Regions from separate parts of the Sus scrofa genome. Here regions 2 and 3 are each linked to region 1. Evidence: chromatin contacts called from public HiChIP or PLAC-seq data. All regions are on one chromosome and are shown on one strand. The core of a region is the stretch at or near the end of the contact, and the rest is flanking DNA. Distances in the headings are between cores, read along the strand shown. Region 1 overlaps FGGY (FGGY carbohydrate kinase domain-containing protein). Region 2 overlaps FGGY (FGGY carbohydrate kinase domain-containing protein). Region 3 overlaps FGGY (FGGY carbohydrate kinase domain-containing protein).

Region 1 (3,691 bases), core at 997-3,496:
TTGAGGGGCTGAGAATGGGAGGGAAGTGTGTAACGAATTTTAGATCTTGTGAACAAAAGATTCAGGAACCTAACGGTGAATTCATTGTGTCTAAGATGAAAATGTAGATTTGCGTGGTAAAATGAATGAACAAATTAATGCTTTTATCTACACACATTATTAGGGCAGCTCATGAGACAAAAATATAAAGCCAAAAGGCATTTTGTTAATTCACCTTGGTAAATCACTATTCCAAATTCTGCCCATCACTTCCCTGTAGGCAGACTCTTACAGAGATCCATATCATTATGAAAGACTTGCTTGCCTAGTAGGTTATTCAGTGATTTCCTTGGAAAGCAAGCTAAGCAGTCTATGGGGGACTGGACATGTCCAAAGCCCAAAGGCTAGCCCATTGGTCAGCAATGACTTTCCTGAACATTGCTTGGATGAGAGCTATGGGAAGGGTGAATGACTGAAAAGGATATCAAAATCTCAAGGCTGTGCATAGAAGGGAGGGTGGCTACTAGTCTGTTCCGGTGCCAGAGGCTGATTGCTGTCTTGAAAAGTAGGGACTCTGGTCTTTACTCTAATTGTGGTGTGGCATTAGCAAGTAGTGGTGCTCTAACCTGTACAGCAGAGTGGCCACAGGCAATGGCTAAGGTCCCTTCCAGCTCTGGAATTCTAGGTTCGTTTTAGTTCTATAACTGAGGAGAGGGAGGTGGTGAATGCTTATGGGCATCAGCTCTGTAGGAGGGTACTCACTCTTCCTGAAGCATGGGCAGCTCCTGGCCCCAAGCGCTCTGAGAAGCTGTCCTAATCTGCCATACTCATGGGTGGGTTCTGGCTGTCCACCACCTGTCTTCCTGCAGAGCCACGAGTGACCACACTCCTGCTGTCTGCCTCCTTCCCCTGTGTCTGTTCTTCGACAGTGATCTGAGAGGTGGACTGTTCCTGATGTAGCCTTTCCTTGGAGTCCATGCAGGGAGCCTCTGGTCTGCTGTCTTCCCTCCCCGCCTCCTGCTCTAAAGCCATCCCGCAAGCATTCAGCTCTCAGGCCCTCGATTGACCACCTGTGTGGCCTTGGTCAGGGTTCTTAATCTCTCTGTGTCTCAGTGTGGATAGTAAATAACCTCCTGTGTTATTTGTAAAGATAAATGAGATAATCCATATAAAGCGATTAGAACAGTGTCGGGCATATCATAAGTACCAAGTGCATTGCTGCCTGCCTTCCTCAAATACCTGCTGCCTCGTTCTCAGATGAGCATTAGGGATGCTGAGGTATACAGAACCCTGTCTGCCTTGAGGAGTCCTGTCCCTGCTGTTTACTGAGTGTCTCCTGTGAGGCACACACTTTGCTTGGGTTACCTCATTGAGTCCCCACCACAATCTAAAGTGGTGCTTACTCTTCTCAGAATTCTTCTCAGACTGCAGCCCAGAGACCAGAGAAGTCATGTGACATTCCCTGTGGCAAGCAGTTCACAAATGGTAGCAGTGGAATCAGAACTCAGGTCTCTCAGGCTCCAGATCTAGTGTTTTTCACCCACCTCACTCAGGCTGCCATTGCCTGACTTGTTTCGAAAGGAAAAAAAAAAAAGCAGCAGCAGTGCATCGTGGGAGTGATCATATGGGAAATAAACTCTCCTTCTCAGGGCATCCGCTTCCAGCTTTCAGAAGTGGGGGGTGGGAATGGGCTAGGCTCAAGAGCCCAGCTCCCAGCAGTCCTTGCTTCTACCCATCTGAAAAGGATCCGTCTTTAAAAGCAAGGAGCCAGAAAAAATAATTCATACTAAAAACAAACTCTGTCATGAGTCATTTGACTTTGCTTTCCCCTGAACACATAGTTTATGTCTTGGGCGAGCTAAGGCTAAAGGAACATCTGATATGTTTTAGGCTAGCAGAGCCATTATTTTTGGAGCTGTACGTCCAATCTGTGCCCATTGGACCCCATGGTTTAAATCAAGTCTTCTGCTCAGGAGACCCGACAATTTGTTATTGCTGTTGGAGTTTGTTTTGGGGTTTGATTGTGTATGAGTTTTACCAAGGTGACAAGAATCTCTTTGTTCAGTGATTCAAAAGTTCTCAGGTGGTGAACTAACCTAGGCAGTGGTTATTCTGAGTCAGCACATGCTGGTGAGGACTGTGTGTAAACCCACATGTGTTCAGGTAGACGAGCCCCTTCAGAAATGAGAGGGAGAGAAGAGGGGAGGGCAGTTTCCAAATGAGCTGCTTTCTTCCCATCCGCAGAGGAGGGAGACGCGGCCCTGGGTCAGAGTATTTCTCAATCCTGCGCGAACAGGATGTAACCCCGAACACAAGGCAAGTGTCTCTGTCTCTTTGGCTGACTCGCTTCTCTTTAGATAGTGAACAATGGTAGAAATACACTTACACTGTAAAAACGCAGACGACATAGAAATTCAGAGTAAAAGGCAAAAGGCACAAGCCTCTCCTGATCCCAGAGGGAATCGTTACTGTCTGTTTTGTATGTCTTCTTCACCTTGTTAATGCATTCACAGACATATGTATGGGAGCGTCTAGGATCATAGTGTGCAAATTGCTCCACAAGGTTTTTTTTCACTTATTAGCTGTCGGGAGGATGTCAGTGCATATAGAGCCGCCCTATGTCTATTACCTGTGGGTGGTAATTCCAGAGTCTGCATTTATAAAAAGTTACTTAACCTATGTCCTATTGATTGACATTTAGACTGTGTTTGGTATCTAGTTTTGCATATGGCAATGCCAGGATCATCCTGGGTATGGTTCTTTACATACATGTGTGAAGAGTTCTCTTGGAGAGATACAAAAAAATAAAATTTCTTCTGGGAGGATTCGTGCGCTTGAAATTGTCTTAGCTATGGCCAAAATGCCCTCCATAAAGGCCAGCCCAGTTTGTATTTCTGCCAACGGTGCCCCTCTGCCTTTGCCAACACTGCGTATTGTCAGTCGCTTAACATTTTTGCCAAAGTCTTGGGCAGAAAATGACTGCTTATGTTCTTTTCCTTTGCCTCTGCCCTGTTGCTAGTAAGAATGAACATTTTCTTTATATCCTCGGTCTGTCATCTGTCAATGGCCTATTAAGATCCTCTCTTCATTTTCCTATAGGGTTTTTTGTCTTTCTTTTGCAGATTTAGAGGAGTTCTTCGTGTGCTCTGTACCTCAGTCCTTTGTCGTATATATTGAAGTTTTTCTTGTAATAGGATCCTCATCATCTACCTTTGCTTATAGTGTCTTATCCAGAAGTTTTCAATTTTCCTTTACTGACATCTGTGAATCTCTTTCTTTATGGCTTCAAGATTTCTTGGAGACTTTCCCTATAAACTATTTCTTTTCCTGAAGCTATGTTTTTCAGAATAATAACATTTTAGACCAGAACACACCAGGCTGGCAGGATGGTCTCTGTGTTTATGCAGACATTCCTGGTAATTTCACCATTAATTACGGGGAAATTCTGAAACCATATGGATCAGTCATAGGCAAATGAGAGGCAGTCGGGGACTAGCTAGGAGCTTGCAGCCTGAAGTCATGTATATGGGCCTTGGACCAACCACACCTAGGCTCCTGTACTTGCACTTGATTTGAGGAACATCATTTCGCTGTTCTGAGCCTTAGTTTATTTCTCTGTAAAACGGAACAAATCACAGTTTTAAGGGTTTAACATCTCCTTTGTTTCTGCCTACTTAATACATGTTTATTTCTGCCCCTCCTGATAAAAGAT
Region 2 (3,756 bases), core at 939-3,438, 280 kb before region 1:
TTGTTCTCTTCAGCTGAGTTGTCCAGAGGCCATGAGCTCCCTAGTGACAGAGAAAGGGATGCAGTCAGTGTGTTTGGGAAGCGGAGTCAGCGGGCCTCAGCAGCTGATTATTTGATTGTGTTTGTTAGAGGGGGGAAAAGGAGAATGAGCAAATAGGGAGACAAAGCTGAGCAAGATTTATTTGGCAAATGAAGAAGAAACCAGCCTTGAAAAGTAACTGCAAGTGCTAAATTATCAATGCCATCTTTCGGGTCTATTGATTAAACAGCACAGACTAGCACATTTTCATCCTTTTACGTCTTTAAGAACAAGCTGGTATTTGTAATTTTGTTGGGGACTAGCAAACCTAGCCTATATGTGGAAAAAATATAGAAAGGTTTCCATTTATTCTTTGGTGGCTTGTTTTGCAAAAGATTTTTACTTTCAGGGTTTGCGATAAAGTCATGAGTCCAAGGTCAGTTTAAGTGCTCTCCGAGGTCACTTTCCTGATGTTTTTCTCTCGCTAGAAGTTCTTTTGACCTTTTAGTATGTATTTCTTACATAAATCCATTGGAAAATGGGAAATCGTGAAGGTAATTCTCTCAAACTGTGTTTGAATTTTTGTTCTAACATGACTATTTTGACACCCATTTTTATTAGTTAAGGAAAAATGGATCTTGGAATTGACAGCTTTTAACCTTGCATGTGCTAAAATTAATTTGATCTCTTCTGTTGGTGCAGGAATTCAGCTTTTGAAGGACCAGGAAGAGGAAGGAAGGTGGAGGTGAAAAGGAAAAGTTGATTAATAGTGACCTGGAATATTACTCAGTCTTGGCAAAAAGCTTTTTTTTTTAAGTCCCAAATCTCTACCACAAACATGGCTTCCTTCAGATTCTGGTTACTTGTAAACCTTATGTGTACTCAAGGGGTATAGAGCAGGTAGGATTCTGACCTGTCTACCTTAACTTCCATCTTCACATAATCGTAGCTGTTCTTTGTCTTCCCTCTCTGGAAACTGGCATAAGGAGAAGAGTGAGAAGGTGGGAGAGGGCTCCACTGGTATTCATCCAGTACCCACTGGAATGCCTGTGTCCATCCTGTTTTGTCAGTGTATTAACCAGAGTCCCTGCAAAAAGCAGGTGGCACACACCAGTGGGGTAATTTAAGAAGAATGGGCAAGTGTGGGGAAACCACAGGGGAATGTACACAAGACCCCTGGGCGCCCAGAATGGGCGCCGGTGCCAAGGACAAGGGTGTGGGTGGGCGTGTTACCAGGTCCTGGAGAGATGATCTGCAGAGAGCCTCAGGAGTTTGACCATTGGTAGAGAGTCACCGCCAGGCCACACTTCCCTCTGGTCTTCTGATGTCCCTCAGTGTCCCCTCCTTGGCCAAACCAGTTCCAGGCCAGAGGGCGGGGGGCAGCAGGGGTGGGGTGGGACGGGGCTTTGGCTGTGATTCATACCACCACCATCCTGGGTGAGAAAGCAGGGTGGAGAAGGTTAGGGGGTGCATCTGAAGAGGCAGGTGGAGGATATCTGGAGCAATGGGACATTCGTTCTGATTGTTTCCCTCTTGTGGTCAGATATTTGTGGAGGAATCAGGTGGTGGGGGTTGAGGGGTGGCTGTGCTTTGGAGTCAGAGAGTCTGGTACAGAATCACATCTGCTCCACTTGCTCAAGAGTGATTCTCGGCTCTTCTAAGTTCACCAAGCTCGTGTTTCCTCATCGTATGGTGGGATCAAGTCTAATGCCTAAACCAAAAGCTTTTGGGGAGGCTCAAAACAGAAAATATTTCGCTGCTCTTGAGGGGACTTGGAAAAGGCTGGAAGAGGCTGTAGGAAAATGTGAGCAGCAGACCTCAGTGGAGTTGTTTTTCTATAAAAACAGATATAACTCTGTCGTGAGCTTAGAGTTGCTTTTTTGTTCAATACATTTTTCTATATTTCAGATTCCTTACCTCAGGAAAACGAAAACAAGGGTTATTGATAAATATGTTGGTACTACGCTCCAAGTGATAATTGTTCGCTGACACTGTGCTCTCTGCTTTACTGAGGTGTGTGGATTAGCATCCACAGCAGAGCTGGCTTGACTGTGGGCACACCGCCATGTGTCATTTCTTGTGATGTGGCCATAGGCGCAATTCTAGTGTCTCATCCCCAGGAAGCCTCTGCCAGCCCCTCCAGGGCTTCTCCTCTGAGTAACTGTAGCCCAGGGCTACTCCCAGCACTTAGCACATCCTGTTGCAATGATTCCCTCTGCTAGACTGGGACCTCCTTAGGCCCACGCTGTTCTATTCATCTCCGAATCATGGGCCTTGTCTCTTGTTCCTAAATGCTGCTTTCCTTCCTGTTGTCCAGGTTCCCTTACAGGCTACAGGGAGTCCTCAGGCTCAGGAACCAGAGCTCCTGCAGCAGAGAACAGCTGATCTATGCTTTGTCTATTCTCCATTTCCAAAGTCCTGGGGAAGAATTTTGATTATTTTCATATGGGTCAGGTCTACATCCTTTCAACTAGTCCCAGGGAGTGGTATGTTATAATGATCTCAGCTTTAGTCAGTGGTCCATTCCCAGGGGAATCTGGTGCGGTGAGTGAGGCAGGGTCTCTACAATCATGTCAGCTCTTATAAATCCATTGGTTGCAGTGGAGGAAGATGAATCAGTTAGGAATGCATTCAGCTTCATGATAATAGCAAGAAGCTCTTATTTAAATCAACGGGTTGCCCTGGGGAAGAAGCATATATCAGGAATATATTTGCAAAAGTGCAAACATTGGTTTTTGGAGGATGAAAGTATCTGAGATACTGCAGTGATGTGTAGCCTTCTAAAGCCCATCCCTACCTAACAATGTAAACAGATATGTATAGGTATTAAAATTTCATGAGGGCAGGGATAGGAAAGGTATGTCTAAAAAGGGGTTTCAGTGGATTTGATGGTGAAAAAAAAAAGGGTTGCGATGCGATGCGAGTTATAATGACAGTAATCATGCCTAACACTTATGTAGTACTTAACAAGCGACAGAATTTTTTTTTTTGCCTTATATATTTTATTAACTCTGAAAATATGGCCGTTTTACAGTGGCTTCAACAAGTAGACTTGATTTCCTACTCTCTTGCTCTTAAATAAAAGTCCAAAGGTGATTAGACCATGTCAAAATGAGCATATCTTTAGTTGTGTAGACTTTTCCTTCAGGCTAGTAACCTCATGGTTATGAGATCATTGCTGTAGCTCCAGACATTGCATCCACCTTTAATACTAGAAGAGTGGGGAAAAAATGGAGAAAGCAGTATCTCCTTTTTCTTTTTGTTCATCTTTTTTAAAAATGAGAAAAGTAAAAGCTTTTCCAAAAACTCTCCTACTGGATTTCTGCCTATGTCTCTTTGGGTGGAATAAGGTTGCCTGGCCACTTGTAGCTAAAAGACAGGTAGGGATAGGAGAACAAGATTGTTCTGTTCACTTAGATCCACACAATCTAATATGATAGCCAGCTAGGACTATTCAAAACGGGTTTTTTTGTAATTGAGATACAATTCATAGTCCATAGTATTTACCATACTAAGTGCATATTTTGGTGATTTCTTATATATTCATGAGATTATGCAACTGTCACCACTATTTAATTCTAGAATATTTTCATCACTACCAAAAGATTCCAATATTCATTAGTAGTCACTCCCCATTCCCCCTTCCCCCAGCCCGTGGCAACACAAATCTACTTTCTGTCCCTACGGATTTGTCTGTTCTGCACATTATACATAAATGGAATTATATGATATGTGGCA
Region 3 (3,523 bases), core at 826-3,325, 300 kb before region 1:
GTTCAGGTATATGGTGCAGTGTTCTTAGCTATAATCACCATGCTGTATGTTAGATTCCCCAGAATTTATTCATCTATTTGTCTTATAACTGGATGTTTATAACCTCTAACCAATATCTCCCATTTCCCCTGACTCCAGCCCCTGGCAACCATCATTCTTTCCTCTATTTCTGTGAATTCCACTTTTCCAGATTCCACCTATGAGTGATATCATACAGTGTTTGTCTTTTCTGTCTGACTTATTTAGCACAGTTCCCTCAAGGTCCATCTCTGTTGAAAATGGCAGGATTTCCTTCTTTCTCTTGGCTGAATAATATTCCATTGCCGATGTACAGCACATCATTCTTCTATCCACTGACACGTAGGTTATTTACGTATCTTGGCTATTGTGAAGAATGCAGCAATAAGCATGGGCAATCAGATGTCTCTTCAAGATCCTGTTTTCATTTCCTTTGGATCTATATGCAGAAGTAGGATTGCTGGATCATATGGTAGTATTACTATTAACTTTGTGAGAGACCTCCAGGCTGTTCTTCACAGTGGCTGCACCAATTCACTTTCACAATAGTGCACAAGGGCGCCCTTTTTCCACATGCTTAAAACACTTGTTATCTTGTTTTTTGATGATACTTTTGGCTTTTCCTAAAATGAGTCATGCTTTTTGAGTATTACAGTGTATGCCTGGTTTTAGTGACATTTATGTGGGAGGCTAATCACTGGCCTCATTGAATATTTTTCTAAGTTCCTGAGAGAGTTCAAGATTTGTGAAGTGTTTGTAGCTTCATGATTTTTTTTTTTTTCAGTGCTGATGGATTTCAGGGTCTGGGACCTTAGAGAATGCAACACCCCCTCCATCCAGCCCTGCTCTCTCAGCCCCTAACTAGAGGGTAAAGAAGTTGGAAGGATAACAGGAAAGAGTAGGTCACAGAACCAGTGATTGGAGGAACTAGAGTTTTAAGCCATCACACTTTCCAGAAGTAGCCCCAGCCCCATTGACTCTTGGTTTATACACAGTAGGGAAAAACAAAAACAAACGAACAAAAAACACTGGACTTCAAATTGAGCTTGGACCCCCTTCAGCCTCTTTACATATGTGATTTTAGGGAAGTAACCTTGCTGAACATCTATTTCTTCATCTGCAAAATGGGGATAATATTACCTCCTTCATGATGATAATGATGATTTATTGAGGCAAATGATGATATTTAAGCCATACTAGTTGTATCTTTGTTGAGGGAAGCAGTAAGAGCTAGAGCTGTTCACTGGCATCTTCTGTGTCCTAAGAAATGGGTCGTAGGTTTTGCAAAGCAGCAAGGACTCCATAGTACCCCAAAGTGGCAGGTATTCCCGGGAGTGGAATTCTGGGAGGTCCAATTCCAGAGAAAACCAGGCACCAGGTTAGATACTTTATGTCTTAAATGTCCTTGTTTTCAAAAAAGTATCTAAAAGCCATTCAACAATATCAGGATTTAGACTTCAGTGTGTGTGTGTGTGTTTGTGTGTGTGGCCATTGGTGCAAGTCAGGACCTAAGGACTATAAAAATATTGATGCAACTGTCAGAGGTACATGGTATTTGACCTTCTATTAATAAAGACAAATTATTGCATTTCTGTGATATTTGAGTCTGCAAGAACTTCCCTTGATTCTGCTGGTACTTCTGCTCCCCAGCTCCTGGGGCTGCTGGGGTGAGGGACACGGGGTTGTGTTTCTGATTTATGAGGTGGAATAGTAGTCTGATTTACTCAACAGAAAGTCAGCGAAGGTTCAGATAACAACGGAGTGCAACTTCCTGAATGATAACCACAGCAACAACTCAAGCGTTTGGTGGCAGGACAGCAAGTTTGGCCAGAAGTCATCCACAAAATAAACTATGAGCCGGGTGGAATGACTAGTAGGTGAGCACAAATAAATAGAGGGCAAAGCAAATACTGAGCCCATGAAACTGGAAGCAGAAGGACTTCGAGGGAGGTTTTCTTGTGGACATTTGCAGGATGTCGGGAGTGGAGTGTTCATTGTGGCTGTTTGCTGACACCATCCCACTTCCTGTGTTGTTCCTTTTCACTCAAATTTCAATGGCAGGGCATGCCACCAGAGCAGGGTAGGGCAGTGTACCCTGCGTTACTTAAGAGACATCTCAGCTTACACAGGGCGGCATTTTTATTTTTCACCCTCGCCTGTGCTGCATTTGAAGAGAGTACTTTGGAATCAGCTCATCTAAGCCTCCAACTTCAAAGGGGGCTCATTCTTGTTTGACAACAGTCAAACATTTTTGCCAGTTCTTTGACCTTTAGAATAACATGCACTCAGGTCTGCCCTGTCAACTGTCTATAAAAATCCAAGCAGATCAACGACTTGATCTTTTCAAGAGCACATCTAAAGGACGGAGACCCTTCTAATTTTGTTCCTCTAGGACTTGTTTTGGGAAAACCCAGCTGCTGCTCCTAGTCTTAATGAGATGTGACTTTAGAAGGGTTGAGTCTGTGGGCCTCGACTTACATTGTGGTCCTGTACCCTTTTATTACAAATTACACATGATGTTTTTAGCCACTCACATCAGCATTTTTCCCCAGCTGCAGTCAATTTTATCTCATTCTTGTTGATCATGATCATTTGTGAAAGTATAAAAAGGAAAAACAACAACAACAACAACCAGTGTTTCCAAAGGCCATTTGCCATGGGGAAATAGAATATGTTGACCTTTCTGCTTGTGTCCATTTGGGGGCTTTGGCCATGAGGGTCAGGTCACATGTGGCTTCGGGAACTATTCCTTGGTGTGTTTCAGGCAGTCCAAATATCTTGAAATTTTGCAGAATGCGAAAGAAAAGCCAGAGGCTGGTGAGATTCAGCTAGAACCCAGTTGACTACTGAGGACAATAAAAATCTGATGCAACTTGTTTATGTCTTTGCAAAGTAGTAATAATAATAATATTACTTTACGTGTATATAGTTCCTATCTTCTTACAGAATTCAAAACAGTGTCCCTTTTTGTATGCCCTCTGTTTCAAAAATATATCTGAGATGTTGTATGTAAAATGATGCTGCCTGTAAAATGCAGGCACATCATCACGGAGAATAAGTGAATGTGGTGGTGGGAATCATATTTTATCAGAAGTACCTAAAATCAGGAATGAGGAAGCCTGTCAAGCTTCTAATAGTTATGAGGCAGTTTTGTATCTCAGTTTCAGTATCTATATTGTGAGGCTAATAATAGTACATTTCCCATTGATGGTATGAATACATGTAAAGCATTTACATCGTAATGCTTGTACATGGTACATTCTCAGTAAGTATTGTTGTTCATGTTGGTTCTAGAATAGGGCAAATATGAATATAAAAGTCCACTCTGTCCCTTATTGGTTTATACAGCCTTGGACAGTACTGGTAATGATCAATTTGGTTGCAGTTTATTGAATATAACTTCTACTGCCAAACATTATATGGTACTTGATATACATTACTTAACTCTTAATCCTTACATTAACTTTCCAAGGTTTATATGATTATACCCATTTTATAGATGAGT

The links. HiChIP or PLAC-seq counts read pairs in DNA pulled down with a chosen protein or histone mark.
Region 2: a contact with region 1 is called in an H3K27ac HiChIP or PLAC-seq map of alveolar macrophages. The contact joins two enhancer-like sites. A contact is called at or near these places in 1 of 47 Hi-C or Micro-C datasets (embryonic fibroblasts) and 1 of 2 datasets of contacts at active chromatin or transcription factors (alveolar macrophages).
Region 3: an H3K27ac HiChIP or PLAC-seq map of alveolar macrophages shows a contact between it and region 1. The contact joins two enhancer-like sites. A contact is called at or near these places in 6 of 47 Hi-C or Micro-C datasets (embryonic fibroblasts, liver, omental adipose tissue and 2 more) and 2 of 2 datasets of contacts at active chromatin or transcription factors (alveolar macrophages and skeletal muscle).

Annotation. Positions count from the first base shown.
Region 1 is chr6:152,815,621-152,819,311 of Sscrofa11.1, reverse strand. All of the region lies in intron 14 of FGGY (FGGY carbohydrate kinase domain-containing protein), which reads left to right. Among named protein-coding and RNA genes, the nearest start is that of HOOK1, 110 kb to the right of the region's middle. Within about 2 kb of position 2,246, at least 19 of the 83 cell types and tissues checked have an H3K27ac peak or open chromatin away from gene starts, as enhancers often do. A contact at or near this core is called in alveolar macrophages, where this site is marked.
Region 2 is chr6:153,092,918-153,096,673 of Sscrofa11.1, reverse strand. The region is part of intron 5 of FGGY (FGGY carbohydrate kinase domain-containing protein); the gene reads left to right. Among named protein-coding and RNA genes, the nearest start is that of FGGY, 120 kb to the left of the region's middle. Within about 2 kb of position 2,188, at least 3 of the 83 cell types and tissues checked have an H3K27ac peak or open chromatin away from gene starts, as enhancers often do. A contact at or near this core is called in alveolar macrophages, where this site is marked.
Region 3 is chr6:153,118,278-153,121,800 of Sscrofa11.1, reverse strand. All of the region lies in intron 5 of FGGY (FGGY carbohydrate kinase domain-containing protein), which reads left to right. Among named protein-coding and RNA genes, the nearest start is that of FGGY, 93 kb to the left of the region's middle. Within about 2 kb of position 2,075, at least 15 of the 83 cell types and tissues checked have an H3K27ac peak or open chromatin away from gene starts, as enhancers often do. A contact at or near this core is called in alveolar macrophages, where this site is marked.